Regions from separate parts of the Triticum aestivum genome. Here region 2 is linked to region 1. Evidence: chromatin contacts called from public Hi-C data. All regions are on one chromosome and are shown on one strand. The core of a region is the stretch at or near the end of the contact, and the rest is flanking DNA. Distances in the headings are between cores, read along the strand shown. Region 1 holds the start of LOC123144670 (2-oxoglutarate-dependent dioxygenase DAO). Region 2 has its middle 210 kb from the start of LOC123144673.

Evidence for each region. A called contact is a pair of places that touch in the nucleus more often than the background predicts.
Region 2: a Hi-C map of leaf shows a contact between it and region 1, with 5 times the contacts expected there. The contact joins the enhancer-like site here to the promoter of LOC123144670 in region 1. A contact is called at or near these places in 1 of 5 Hi-C or Micro-C datasets (leaf) and 1 of 1 datasets of contacts at active chromatin or transcription factors (leaf).

Annotation. Positions count from the first base shown.
Region 1 is chr6D:284,814,305-284,817,032 of IWGSC CS RefSeq v2.1, forward strand. It overlaps LOC123144670 (2-oxoglutarate-dependent dioxygenase DAO), which reads right to left and starts at 1,366. Exons shown (of 3, transcript XM_044563876.1): 1 at 750-1,366; 2 at 319-649. The coding sequence starts at 1,084. LOC123144669 (alkaline phosphatase D) reads right to left here. Exons shown (of 9, transcript XM_044563874.1): 8 at 2,218-2,466; 9 at 1,756-2,107. The coding sequence ends at 2,025.
Region 2 is chr6D:285,030,299-285,033,462 of IWGSC CS RefSeq v2.1, forward strand. It overlaps the pseudogene LOC123144671. Among protein-coding and RNA genes, the nearest start is that of LOC123144673, 210 kb to the right of the region's middle. Within about 2 kb of position 1,828, at least 8 of the 8 cell types and tissues checked have an H3K27ac peak or open chromatin away from gene starts, as enhancers often do. A contact at or near this core is called in leaf, where this site is marked.

The DNA of each region.
Region 1 (2,728 bases), core at 116-2,615:
CAGGGCCTCGCCGGCATGCTCCCCGGTGGACTGCCGGAGCCGGCGGTAGTCGTCGTAGCCGAAAGTTCTGAAGAGGCGGTGGCTGCCGGCGCCGACAAAGGCGTCCGGCGCGCGGACCACGTCGTCCTTGGGCGCTAGCAAGAAGAGCGCGATGGAGACGCGCGGCACCGCCGCCACGCACTGCACGCGGTGCCTCACGTTGTGCAGCGCCCCGTTGCTCCACGCCTACACTAGATGCGCACACAGATACAGAGAGTCGAAGTCAAACGTGGGAGACGTAGGGAGGCCAGAAGATGGAGGCATCCTACTGTACTGTACCGTGGCGACGTCGCCGAGGTTGACGAGGAAGGTGCCCGGGACCGGGTCCACGGGCGCGAACTCGCCGGTGTCCAGGTCCGCCACCTCGAGGCCGCCGACGCGGTCGTCCTCCTGGAGAACGGTGAGGAAGCCGGAGTCCGTGTGGACCTGCACGCCGGTCTCCCCCACGGTGTCCGGCGTGTAGTTGTACCTGTTGATGCGGAACTGGCACGGCCAGTCCTGGAACATGCGGTCGGCCTCGGGCTCCTCCAGGCCGAGGCCCGCGGCCAGCTTCGCCGCCACGTCCACGATTAGCCCGTGCGTCTTCTCCGCATACCTTCTAATGGTCTCCCTGCACAAGAAGAACCTCCGAGCGTCACCACCTCGGGCTCGGGGCGGACGGCACAGGAAAGAAACGGCAAGAAAGGCACCTGAATAGGTACGTGACGTACCTGATGTGCGGTGGCGCGTGGAGGGAGGCGCAGAAGGCGTCGACGTCGGCGGGGGACGCGGCGTCGTAGAGGCCGAACGCCTCGTAGAGCGGGTTCGTGGCGCTCGGCGCGACGTAGCCGCTGCCGGAGATGACGTCGGCGTTGCGGCGCTTGGCGTCGTCGGGGAGGTCGAAGAGGGCGCGCACGGCGGCCTTCATGTCGTCCTGGAGCACGCGCGGCACGCCGTGGCCTGCCACCCGGAAGCAGCCCAGGCGCTGGGCCGCGTCCCGTAGCCGCGCGGCCTCCTCCGGCGCCGCGGCGGCGAGCTGCAGGTCGATCACCGGGATCCCCGCCATCCTCTCCTTGCTGCTGTGCTGCCTGATGTCGTGGTGGTTTTATGCACGAGATTTGTTTTTGTACGGGATGGCGGGGAGTGGGACCGCCTAGTGACTTCCAGCTGGGACTTGTCGGGGGCAACTCTGAGATGAACTTGGACACGCAATTTCGAGATGACCTGAAATCTTCACCGCCACGACTCTAGCTAGAGGAATCACATCATATCATGAATGTGCAATGTCTCTTTGTCTTCGCAACGTACAAAAACCAACTGACAACATAGCGGAGACACCACGGAACTTGCAAACAGACCAACACAAGATACATTGCACAGGCAAAAAAGGCTTGGGACACACAACTTCTTTCCATGGGAACGGGGAAGACGGCAGCAGCCTATCCATCAAATCGTCACCAGAATCAACCATGACAAGACGGTAATGCTACTCGGCTGATGTTCATTCGAGAATGACAAATCATATGTTTTTTATGACAATTTATATTGTCGTCAGGATGTCAATTTTAGTTTGTAAGCACGGTAAATCCTGACAAAAAATGAACTTGGGTGGATTTGTCATGCTTGCCAACTAAACTTGTCATCCTCAGCCAACACAAACTGCCATGCAAATCGTTCGTAGTTGTCATCCTTCCTAGCTGACCGTTCGCTGGTTAAGAGGGTCCTAACAAAAACGCATAGAAAACAAACAGATAAACCCGTATATCCGTTCATTGTCAACCAAAGGGATTTCCATGACATGATTTCTCCACCATGCTATACGGAGACTCATCACAGCTTCGTTACATTTGTCCAGTATGTGCTCACAGCGTGCTATATTCACAATCAAGTGTTCGTGTTGATCCTTGTCCAATCAACATCCCTGCTCACCTGGTCAGTGTCCAATTCAGTTTTTCCAACTCTAGTCAGATCGAAACGTCTCTGCTCTTGTCCTCTGTCATGTGTGGCTATGCCATCTTGCACTTCCTAGTGAACAGTTTAGTAGCTGAGCAGCAGGCGATTACGAGAAGCGCCACAGCAATGACAAAAACTGCAGGTAGCATATGAAGTCCATCAAGACATACAACTAGATAAGTGCTGCAATGTGAGGAAAGAGACAAATCATGGTTTGAAATGTTGAGATCGATATTAGTAGCATACCGGCAATGGTGCCAAAGAACAGCAGCGCAAGGCGGTACCGTACCAGCCATGGAAGCTCTGTTTCGAGACTACAATGTGCTTCAAAAGAATGCCCTTCTTTTTTGTTTGCATGTGCATTTGATGGCTTCAGCTCAGATATAGGGAACTCCACACCATCAACAGAATTGCCATGTAAATCTCTTAGTTCAATTTTAACCCGTGGAGGTACTGCATTCCAATCTATTTCGATGGCTCCAAAATTTGGCTGACCTGATACATACAACAACAGAAGGACCAACTGATGAACGAGTACAAGAACAACTCAAACCACAGCAGAAAATAAATTAAATACGGGCTAAAAATTCGTAGTGATTCACAGTTTCAAGGTAATAGCATTAAACTGCAGCTTTTAGAAGAGAAAACGTGTGAAGCTACAAGTACTAAATATGCAGATGGGGTAAACAAAGGAACAGATTACAACTACACCAGCAACCGAAAAGAACCTTCGTATTGTAATATGATAGAAGCAAGG
Region 2 (3,164 bases), core at 578-3,077, 220 kb after region 1:
AAGTCATAGCAACATCAATCTCAGAACATAGTGGATACTAGGGATCAAACCCTAACAAAACTAACTCGATTACATGGTAAATCTCATCCAACCCATCACCGTCCATCAAGCCTACGATGGAATTACTCATGCACGGCGGTGAGCATCATGAAATTGGTGGTTGAGGAAGGTTGATGATGACGATGGTGACGGATTCCCCTCTCCGGAGCCCCGAACGGACTCTAGATCAGCCCTCCCGAGAGAGATTAGGGCTTGGCGGCGGCTCCGTATCGTAAAACGCGATGAATCCTTCTCTCTGATTTTTTCCGCCCCGAACATGAATATATAGAGTTGGAGTTGAGGTCGGTGGAGCTCCAGGGGGCCCACGAGGCAGGGGGCGCGCCCAGGGGGTAGGCGCGCCTCCCACCCTCGTGGACAGGGTGTGGGCCCTCTGGTCTTGATTCTTTCGCCAGTATTTTTAATTAATTCCAAAAATATTCTCCATGAAGTTTCAGGTCATTCCGAGAACTTTTATTTCTGCACAAAAATAACACCATGGCAATTCTGCTGAAAACAGCGTCAGTCCGGGTTAGTTCCATTCAAATCATGCAAGTTAGAGTCCAAAACAAGGGCAAAAGTGTTTGGAAAAGTAGATACGATGGCGACGTATCAGTGTTCGTCGTTATGTACATGTTCGCGAGTGAGACCAATAGGCTGTCCCAAGCGATCAGAATACCACCGCGTGTGCCCACCGTAGGAACATAGTAGAAATGTTCGAATTTATTACCCAGGCAATGCCTAACCACTTCGATCGAGATCGACTCCATTTTGGTTTCCTGGAGGCATACAATGCTCACATTTGCAGCCAAAACTACTTGGTAAACAGCATTCCTCCTAGCCGGTGAATTCAGTCCTCAAACGTTCCACACCAAAATTTTGGGCGGGTTGGAAGTCATGGAAATGCCCACCAAATCCACGTACCACACCTGGTAGTACTACTGGCCCTCGACCCTTCCTTCCTCCTCACTCTGCAAGGGTAGCACCGAAGCATCCCACCCAAATAATGCCAGAATCGCCCTCACGTGGCAGTCGAGCAGTGGCTTATCGGACAACTTGACATAGGCTTGCAGCGCATCATCGTCAATCTGGTTCCCTTCATTGGCCAGGCAAAGCTTCCTGATCAGCACCGTCTGCTGCTTTGAGGCCTTAGAGCCCCTCCCGCCCTTTGCCAGCCTCACACTCCGGCGCGGAGAGGACACCAATGGTCGCTTCTGCCGCGGCCTCCTCTGCTGCTTCGGTAGGTCCCTAGATGTAGGCTGGGCCAGCAAAGGTGAGAGCGCTCGACGCAGCTCCGAGCAGAGCTGCACCACTTGCTCCTGCGGTGATGGACCTGGGGGAGAGGCCACTTGCGTATGCACCTACTGTAGCGGTGTCCCCAACTGCCCCTGGGAGTGCGCTTGTGGTGGCCCTGAATCCGCTCCTTCATCTGCCTGTGATAAACTTACCAAAAACCAGTCCCCATTCAACGTGCATGGGTGCGTCCCATCCGCATGCAGGGTGGGACCCGGTGGTGTCCGTCACGCAGGTTGCCCAACATGCAACTGTCCAGCCCAGTCTCCTCCACCTCGGGCGTGGTGTGATCCGCACACCAACCGGAACCATGGGTGTCGCGTGATTCGCCCTGGTCCACTTGCACGTCCCACCCACCAATCCTGACCGAGTGCACGGGCTCCGGTCCCACCATCGCAGGTTCCACCAACTCGGCCCTGCCAGTCCCATCATCTGTCTGGTCCGGCCTCGGTCTACCCCTCAATTGGTTCGCCAATCTTGGCGATCCAGATATGCGGATCTGCGGGGCCCTCCTCTGCACCGGCTGATCTTCCTGTGCCCCCACTCTGCTTTCCAACGGGGAGACAACCCTGCTGGCTTCTACGGCCACGACACGTTGCGCCGTGCCCCGGCCCACCACACTTTCCGTACCCCAGCCACCAAAAGGAACAGGGTCACTCCTGCGTCCGGATAGCGGCGTGACATCATCAGCCAGCTCGTGCTGACCAGCCTGGGTTTGAACGGCCTGCTGACCAACCTGGGTTTGAACTGCCCGATTCCTGCCGGGCGATGGAGCCGACGCCGACGAGGAGTCCAACCGGCGAGGCGGCGAAGGCGGCGGCGGCGGTGGCCCACCCCAGCCTCCAGAGCGCGAGCCACCGCAGTCGTGTCCACCAGACGGCGAGGAAAGGGGGCAGGGGTGGTGGCTGTGGCGTCCCGGCCTGCCGCCCAAGGCGAACCGGCGCAGCCGCCAGCCGAGTGCCGATCGGGTACCACAGGGCATCAGATCATCCATCCACCTGCACAGCATCTTGACTTCTCCTGTTCGGCCTCCTCCACGGTGAAGATCCGCCTAGAGGGGATGCAAGTTGGGTCGTCCGTGCGCAACCAAACCAAGAACCCAGCCATGTCGCTACGCTCCGCGGTAGACGCACCGAACTTGACCACAATCCCCAGGCCATGCAGAAGAACCTCCGCCGTGCGCCGCGTCCACGCGTTTGCTGGAATGCCACGCAGCACCAGCGGCACCAGGAACGGCATGGTGATGGCCGTGGTGTGCGAGTGGCGAGACCAAGGCGCGAGCATGAGATCAAACTGGTGCGTGTCGGCCCGTCCGCGCCTGAGCAACCTGCTCCTGATCTCCGACGAACGGCAAAGCACAAGGAAATATCCTCTTATGGACATGTCCAGCAGGGCCAGCTCAAACTCCCGCACAAGGATTCCGGCCACCGAGGCCAAGCCCGCCGCGTCCCGAGCACCAACGACGGTCACCACCACAGCCCGAGAGAGCTCATCTTCGAGCGCCCGAAGATCGGGGCCCGACTCCAGGAAGCACACATCCACCTGATCGGCCACCAAGGGGGGCGCCACCTCCCTCGAATCCACCGGCTCGAACGGGACCGAGAACCCAGGCCCGGCCACCGCCACGCTGCCCACCGACCCGGCGCTGACCACATGGCTCCACGGAACACCGACCCGCACCGCGCCCGCCGGCGGCGCCCGGGAGGGGGAGGCGGTAGCGGCGGGGACAGGGTGCCCGCGGCCCCCGACGACGGCGCCGCGCGGCCATGGCGGGCCGGCGGAAGCTGCGAAGGGTCCACCGGCTACGAACTACGGGGGCGGGGGCGCGGGCGCGT